Regions from separate parts of the Sus scrofa genome. Here region 2 is linked to region 1. A link is a contact called in public HiChIP or PLAC-seq data. All regions are on one chromosome and are shown on one strand. Each heading gives the region's core, a stretch centred on a gene start, on an enhancer-like site or on the middle of the called end of the contact. The rest is flanking DNA. Distances are from core to core; before and after follow the strand shown. Region 1 holds the start of NPR3 (atrial natriuretic peptide receptor 3). Region 2 overlaps NPR3 (atrial natriuretic peptide receptor 3).

Region 1 (4,234 bases), core at 1,371-3,870:
GCAGTAAAATGAGCCGCACTGGCGCTTCCCTGATTATGTATCCGTGACCACTGCTTTTCCTCCCATTCCCTTTACCCATGGCCACTCTCCTCAGCCTTGAACTCTGGCCAGTTTGGTGTTTATTCAAACCCCCACATACCTGCGGAGAAAACTTGGGGAGTCACGTGGAAAAGAGGTTCAGCCCCACTTCTCCAGCGCGCGCGCTCTCCAAGCCTAGCTGCCTCCCGGAGGAAAGTGAGGGTCGCCTGAGTCCAGACACTGCGAGGTATTTTTGGTGGAAACCACAGAAGCCCGTTCATAAAAGGCTAGCGCGGGGATGGGGGGGCATGGAAGGAATGAGAAAGGAGATGCAATGACTCTTTAAAAGAAAGCTGGGGATCTGTGGAAGCAGCAGCCAGGGAAACCCGGAGATAGGAGCTGACCGTTTGGCCGCGCGCCGGTTGTAGAGCATCGGCTTACACTTCCTCACTAGGAGGGGACGCACCTCGGAAAAGGAGCGGGTAACAAGTTTTTCTGCTTCGTCACGCTTTCAGACCCTGGTTGGAGCAAGGCACCTGTAGTGAGCCGGCCCCTAAACCGCAAGCCCGGCGCAAAAGAAACAACCAGAGAGGTTTGACAGCACCTGTCGTACCAAGACACTAGTGAGCTGCAGGCTCACACACCCCCTCCCCCAGGCTCCTTGATGTCCCCAGGACCCTCTACGTACACCCCACCACAGCCTTGAGCGATAGTCAAAGGTCGCTGCAGCCAGACAGCTCACACTAGGGAGAGTCTCCGTGCACGCGCCCTCTCCAGGTGTTCAGTGCCGTAGAGGGTAGTGGGGTCCCAGAGGCGCGGAGGGGCATGTAGGGAGAGCCGAGCAGAGTGGTTGAGTTAGGGCTGGGGGGCCCCGGGGCGCACTTCTGCTCACCTCGCTCATTGGCCTGGATGTAACGCACGATGTCGTCCAGATCCAAGCCTTTGGTCTCATCGAAATTGTAGACGGACGTGTGCAAGCCCTCCTCCTGGAAGACCTCATGGACCCCCTCGAGGGTGAAGAAGCAGTTCCGCTCCAGCTTGTCGTCGCTGTAAACCAGCACGGCGCGGCTCCACTGGTGGTGACGGAACAGGGCAAGCATCATCTCTCCCATCTTTGCGTACGCTGGCGCCACGCGCGTGAGGTGCGAGTACTCGGTGTCCTTATGCTGGAAGCCGGCTGCGAGTGCCCCGGCTGACAGCATGGGCAGATCCCAGTGGGACGCAAGCCGGGCTACCGGTGCAGCCGCATACTCGCACACCGGCCCCAGGATGAGGTCGGGCTTGGCGCCCCGCGCCGCCGCCACGCGGTCCACCAGGCTGAAGAGTGCGCGGTTGCCGCAGTCCGAGTCTTCGTAGGCCACCTGGAAGCGAGTGCCTGGTGGCAGAAGCCGCCGCCCGGTCCCGTTTCCCTCCACGCTGCGCAGTGCATATTCGATGGCCGGCCGCACCCGGGCCAGGGAAAACAGGTACGAGTCGTCCTGGGGCAACAGCACCAGCACCTCGATCTTCTGCGGCGGCAGCGCCTCTCTCTCCCGGCGCCCGCCGCCCGGGCCCCCGCCAACACCGCCACCCGTGCAGCCGACCAGCAACGCCCAGTCGAGCAGTACGCACGCGGAGAAAGTGAGCACCAGCAGGGAAGGCATCGTGCCGCAGGAAAGCGCCTGCCCTCGCTGCGGACTCGCTCTCTGCCCCCCACCCACCCTTCCTCTTTCCTCCCCACTCTACTCTCCGAGGTCCCTGCGCCCCCTTGGGCGCTCTAAGAAAATAGAATACCCCCTTCACTAACTCGCCAAAAGATAGAGAGGAAGAGTCCTCCTTTGCAATGCCACTCGTTTAAAAAAAAGAAAAAAGAAGAAAGGAAAAGAAAAAGTTCACCGGGTGTAAACCTATACAGCTATATTATAAATATACTTTTTATAAATATATATATATATATTCGCCCTCCCTTTATATATACTATTTTGCTTAGAGGTGGCTTCTTATTTGGGCGTTGCTAAGGTTTCTTTTGAAAGCGTATTTGTAAAAGAAGAAAAAGTTAGACTTGTCCAGGTGCTTGTAATTGACGGTGCATCTCCCTCGCGTTTGATCTCATTGATTCGCGCCGGTTCCTGGATCCATAACCCGAGTTTAAATAGCGTGGCAGCGGCGGAGCGTGTTACCACACAAGGCGCGCCGAGGCTGGGCTTGTATTTCCAACCGGTGGGGAGGGTGGGAGTGGGGAGTGGTGGGGGCTGGGCTGGGGAGCCTCTCATTAACATTCTTACATCAGGGCTCCTCCCCGCACCCCTACTCTTCCCACCCCTCCCCTGTCCCTAACTCCCACTCCCCGTCAGACCTCGGCCTTTTCCTTAAAGCCGCAGTCGCCCACGTCTGCACCAGCAGGAGCCCCCACCGCTCCACACTGCCACCAGGGTCCCCGCCACTCCCTTGCCCCGCGTGCGGCAGCCCTCTCTTCAGCTCCGGCCTTTAAAAATGGAAATGTGTTTGAAAGTAAAGAAACGCGCGCAGGCACACACATAACGTGCAAAAAAAAAAAATAAAAAAGAGGAATGGGGTGGTCCTAGAAATTAGTGGTTTCGTTGCAAAAAAAAAAAAAAAAAGCTCTCACCTCTCTCTCACTCCAGCCACACTCCCTCCCGAAGCGACTCGGGGCGGGCAGTCGACCTTCCCAGCCCCCCTGGCTCAAGGTCAGGGAACAAGGACCAAGGCACCGATGCAGACGTCTAGGTCGCGGACCTGGAACGCCTTGCTAGCCCCGGCGTCCTCCCCCGCCCCCCGCCGGCCTCCTCCCCCTGGGCAGCCCGGGTTCGCGCCGGAGCCGAAGTGCTGCGGCGCATCCAGCGTTCCCCACGCACCCAGTGTTCCCCGCGCACCGAACACCTCCGCTGGCGCGCTTCGAGCAGAAAAGCGAAACTTGTTGCTCCCAAAGGCGAGAGAACACTTTTTCGCCTGGAGGTGGCAGAAGGCTTGAAAAGCATCTCCAAGGCATCCTTGGGCTTTGTTTGCTAAACCAGGTAACTACATAAAGAGACCTTCTTCCGAAAGCTTTTTCCCGAAGGCCCCTGGGTGGAGTCGCGTCCTCCGCTCCAGTCCTTGCGCTGGGAAATCCCACCGCTTTTCTTCCGCGGCTCGCGAGAACCTGTGCTCTAGGTTCTCCAAGGCCGAGAAAGGTCCTGCGTCCGAGACCCAGTCACGCCACTGGTCCCAGCCACAGCAGTGTTGGAGACGAGGATGGAAACGGCCTTGAAGAAGTCAGTGACCAGAAGAGCCTCGCCGGAGTGCGCTGCGCTGCAGGGCAGGACCTAGAGGAACTTGACCCTCTGAACCTGGTTAACATTTCACCGAGGTCATTTGCAATGTGAACCTGCTACTTTGGAAGGGTGAATTCCACCACTTAGGTCCCGCGAATTAAAATAAATTGAAAGTATTTTAAAATGGTCTTTCATTTGACTGGGCGTTCTTGTCCATAAACTTCTCTTAGTCTTAGACCAACGCCCTCTTTCGGCAGAAACTTGCAGCCGCCGTCTACCCCGGTTGCCACCTCCCCAGGCGCTGAGTTTGTTTTGGGTTTTGTTTTGTTTTGCTTTATTTAACGCCGGGATCTCAAAGAGCCATCGCTCTCATTTGTGACGGTGAAACGGTAAATTGGGGTTTCCGGAGATGTAGCAACTTCAGGCATCAGTGCTCGCCACTCTTAACATCACCCTCCTTATCGCTCTTTCTGACACTGTAAATGTAGCTGAGTAACGTTTCATCCTCGGGGCATTTAGATTTCAGATAATGCTCTGTGGTCCCTGAATCTTCAAGTAGGACCTTATAATTCCAGCGAAAACCTTCATTCATGTTACTAGACCTGCTAGCCAGTAGCACACGAGGCATCTGTATACAATTTTATTTCCCCCCCAAAACGGGTACCCCCCACACACTGGAAATTGAGATTTAGAGCTTCACAGCGACTAAATCCCCCCTGAATTCCTAGGAAGAAGGGAGGGGGAGAGAGAGAGAACAACAAGCTAAATCCCGAATTCCAAGGGTCTTAATGGATTTCGAAACTGGTTGCCAGGAGACGTGAAGAAACCAGGGTTTACTATTACCGCTCGCTATGCCCTGTGTCTGGGGAACACTGGCCAACAGCGATATGATTCCGCTCACTGTGTAGCGCGGGCTTAGTGGGAAAGTCTGGGGTTTCAGTGGCATCGGGTGTGAAAGCCTCTCC
Region 2 (4,205 bases), core at 728-3,227, 39 kb before region 1:
CACTGGTAGGTCGAAAGACTGGACTGATTCCCTCATCCAGAGGGAAGGAATGAGTAAATGAATTAGTCTCTTTTTCAACTCAGACATAAAACTAATGGTTTGAGAACATAAGATTAATAAACATTAGAGCATTTAGGTGTCTTTTCATTTTTTTCCAGGGCAGGTGATTTTTCTTTTTTTTAATAATGATTTTTATTTTTTCCATTAGAGCTGGTTTGCAGTGTTCTGTCGATTTTCTACTGTACAGCATGATGACCCAGTCACACATACATGTATACATTTTTTTTCTCACCTTATCCTGCTCCATCATAAGTGATGAGATAGAGTTCCCAGTGCTATACAGCAGGATCTCATTGCTTATCTATTGCAGGGGTGGGGGGGTGGGGGGAGGGGGTTTTCTTTTGTTTTTTTTTTTTTAATAATGATTTTTATTTTTTCCATTATAGCTGGTTTACAGTCTTCTGTCAATTTTCTACCATACAGCAAGATGACCCAGTCACACATACATGTGTACATTCTTTTTTTTTTTTTTTGTCTTTTTGCCATTTTTTGCCATTTTTTTTTTTGTCTTTTTGCCATTTTTTTTTGTCTTTTTGCCATTTTTGCCTCCTGCAGCATGGAGGTTCCCAGGCTAGGGCTCTAATCAGAGCTGTAGCTGCTGGCCTACGCCAGAGCCACAGCAACGCAGGATCCGAGCCATGTCTGCGAACTACACCACAGCTCACGGCAACGCCAGATCCTTAACCCACTGAGCAAGGGCAGGGATCGAACCTACAACCTCATGGTTCCTGGTCGGATTCATTAACCACTGCGCCATGACGGGAACTCCCATGTGTACATTCTTTTTCTCACATTATCCTCCATCACAAATGACTAGATATAGTTCCCAGGGCTATACAGTAGGATCTCATTGCTTATCCATTGTGGGGGGCAGGGGTGATTTTTCAATGCAGCCTTGCTTGTGCAATGCTGTACCTGATCCATGTGAACAAGCATGGCTTACGACAATAACTGGTCAACTGCTACGCTGACGAATCCTGGTCTAAATGACTCTAACCTTTTTGTGATATTGACACCAGAGAAGATAAGATGAATGGTGTGGGTCCCTCTCTCCAGAAATAGACACGTGTGCAGTTACATTCAAAATCTGGTACATAATATAAAGCGTTCATGCACCCTAAGTCAAGAAACCCTCACCCACTTAAAGAGGTCACGGACACTTGATCGATTTGGAAGGAGCCACCTACTAAGGAACTAAGTGAACCCACTCTACTGTGTTTGATTTCATTTCTCTAGAGACATAGATATTTGCACACTTGTGCCACATCGGGTCTGCTACAAGATAAACTGTCCACACTTATGTGAGGGCCATCAGTGTGTCAGAGTGCTTTACACCGATGTGAATGTTTTATATCCACGCTGGCACAGGAATGCAGTTCTTGGAGGCTCCCAGAGCCCATGGCCATGAATATTTATATATTTGCCCAAGTATTTTTTCGGTGACAAAGATCCCACCCAAGATGGGACCGCTACATGGTCCAGGATCAAGCTCACAGCCAGGCTCCCTGGGGTGCTTAATCATCATCGGGTGATTTAGGAAAATGATGGTTTACACTTCAGAATTTAAGAAAGCAAAATAAGTCCCTGCAGATGAAGAAGCGATGGAGTCCTAGCCAAACGTTGTCAAGTGTGTGGAAGAGGAAAGAGAAACTGATAGCTTAAAAGTGTGTGTTTGGGCAGGCAGGGTGCAGCGAAAGGAAGGAAGTGCTCCTGCCTGTGCTGCCTGCCAGGCTCACTTGTAGGGCCTGAGACACTTAATCTTCGGGTCATGGGTTTGCCCCCGGAGTGGGCACATTGTTGTTAAAAACGTCAGACTGATGTAGTGGAAAAAGAAAGTCACTGAACCAGGAGTCAGGGCATGCAACTAATCTTGGCTTGGCCACCACACAGCGCATTCTAAAACCAAATGCCAGTGCTCTAGAATGGGAACCATTCGGGTGGCAGAGGCCAAACAGCTCCATTAAGACACCCTGAGTGAGAGCCACTGCACATGTGGGCGACCCAATAAAAACCACCAGAGAAGGCTAGACAGGCACTTGGCAGGCACTCGTCTGAGCCACTGATACTTGAGGGCCTCTCCAGCGGGGCTTCACTTCTAACTTTACATTTCTGATGGCCCCTCGGATGGTCTCCAAACCCCCACTGTAAAAATCCATGAGCACCCTGCCCCCCAGTACCACCTCCCACAGTATAAATGAAACTGAACTCCTGGCTGTGGCTGTGGCTGTGGCTGTGGTGTAGGCCAGTAGCTGTAGCTCCAATTCGACCCCCAGCCTGGAAACCTTCATATGCTGTGGGTATGGCCCTAAAAAGACAAAAACAAAAACCCAAACCAAGCCAGTAAGAGGCAGATCCAGGTCTGTGCAACCCCAAGCCTGCACATTTAACCACTAGACTATCCTGTCTCCCAATATACTGGGCTCTATTAAAACATGAAGCATCAGAATAGATTAGGTTTCCCACAGGTTCACTAGTAAAAGGACAAAGATAGTTTATAGAAACACTATTATGTTACCTAGAGGAATGGCGGAGACGCTGTTCCTAAGATACACATGCTAATAACCAGACAATTTCAGTACCTGCAACACCAACGACAGTCCAGCCCTAAGCAACCCTATTTTCTATCACATGTACCCCCCCCACAACCAACCATCAGAGAGATTTAGTGACCCAAGAGTGAACTTCTGACCCAGAGAGAATAATCTACAGGCTGCCAATAGCCTATAAGACAACTCAGCCTGGAAAGCTCCACCGAGGCAACCACGTAGAGGTTCAACCACAATTACATTCTCCAAGATATCAACTGGGAGACAGAGGAGTTCAAGACTTGGTATAGAGAGAGCAGGGTTATTCCAGGAGTGCAGAGATTATTAAACTTAGAAACCTAAAGAAGGTGGTCCAAAGATACAAACTTCCAATCATCAGACAGATAAGTTCTGAGGATGCGAAGTACAGCAAAGTGACCACAGTCAACAATACTTACTGTATATTTGAAAGTTGCTAAGTGAACAGATTTATTTTATTTCACTTTTTTTGAAATTTTATTTATTTTTATATTACTCAATGAATTTATGACATTTATACTTGTACAATGATACATTATTTTATTGCTTTTTAGGGCCTCACCCTCAGCACATGGAGGTTCCCAGGCTAGGGGTCGAATCGGAGCTGCAGCTACCAGCCTACACCACAGCCACAGCAATGCCAGATCCAAGCTGTATCTGCCACCTACACCACAGCTCACAGCAATGCCGGACCCTTAACCCACTGAGCGAGGCCAGGGATCAGACCCGAGTTCTCATGGATCCTAGTCGGGTTCGTTACCGCTGAACCACGACAGGAATTCCAAGAACAGATTTTTATGGTTCTGATCACAGAGGGAAAAGAATTTTGTAACTACGTGAGATGATGAGTGTGAACTAAACTTATTGTGGTGATCATTTCTTAATAAATACAAATATCAAGTCCTTGTGTTGTACGTGGACTTATACAATGTTATAGGTCAATTATATCTCAATGAAACTAGGATTTAGGGGGGACTCCTAGTAATGCAACTCACCACATCATAAGAGAATAAAGAAAAAACCTGATTATTTTGATAGATGTAGAAAAGGCATTTGATAAAATTCAAACACCCCAACCTGTACAGGTGATAAAACTAGACAGAACTGAATAGACACACATGCACATACACCTAAGTACAAATGAAATTGATGAAATCTGAATAAAATCAGTGCGCTTTATAAGTGTCATTATCCTGGTTGTGATCTGACAAATAATTTTCCAAAATGTAGCAAAGGGAAAAATAGGCAAGTGTATTTACACAAGGACTGTCTCCATTTTGCATCTTAAAACTACATGTAAATCTGCACTTATCTCAATTAAAAAGTCACTTTAAAAAAGAGAGAAGGCAAGAGTTGTAGATGGAGGGAAGGAGGGAGAGAGAGAGAGAAGGAAAGAAGGGAGAAAAAAGGTCGCATTAATATCAAATTTGATAAGTTTAAAATATATAATCATAATTTTATTAAAAGACACCTTTGTCATTCCAACCTGCCAATGTTTCAGTATAACCTCATAAAATGTTTTGTTTCAAATGTTTGCATTTTTGGAAGATCACAAGCTTTCCAAGGATGCAAACCACATGC

Evidence for each region. HiChIP or PLAC-seq counts read pairs in DNA pulled down with a chosen protein or histone mark.
Region 2: an H3K27ac HiChIP or PLAC-seq map of skeletal muscle shows a contact between it and region 1. The contact joins the enhancer-like site here to the promoter of NPR3 in region 1. A contact is called at or near these places in 1 of 5 promoter capture datasets (liver), 8 of 47 Hi-C or Micro-C datasets (adipocytes, fetal liver, heart right ventricle and 2 more) and 2 of 2 datasets of contacts at active chromatin or transcription factors (alveolar macrophages and skeletal muscle).

What each region holds. Positions count from the first base shown.
Region 1 is chr16:18,839,926-18,844,159 of Sscrofa11.1, reverse strand. NPR3 (atrial natriuretic peptide receptor 3) reads right to left here and starts at 2,620. Exons shown (of 8, transcript XM_021077060.1): 1 at 911-2,620. The coding sequence starts at 1,661.
Region 2 is chr16:18,878,068-18,882,272 of Sscrofa11.1, reverse strand. The region is part of intron 3 of NPR3 (atrial natriuretic peptide receptor 3); the gene reads right to left. Among named protein-coding and RNA genes, the nearest start is that of NPR3, 39 kb to the right of the region's middle. Within about 2 kb of position 1,977, at least 5 of the 83 cell types and tissues checked have an H3K27ac peak or open chromatin away from gene starts, as enhancers often do. A contact at or near this core is called in skeletal muscle, where this site is marked.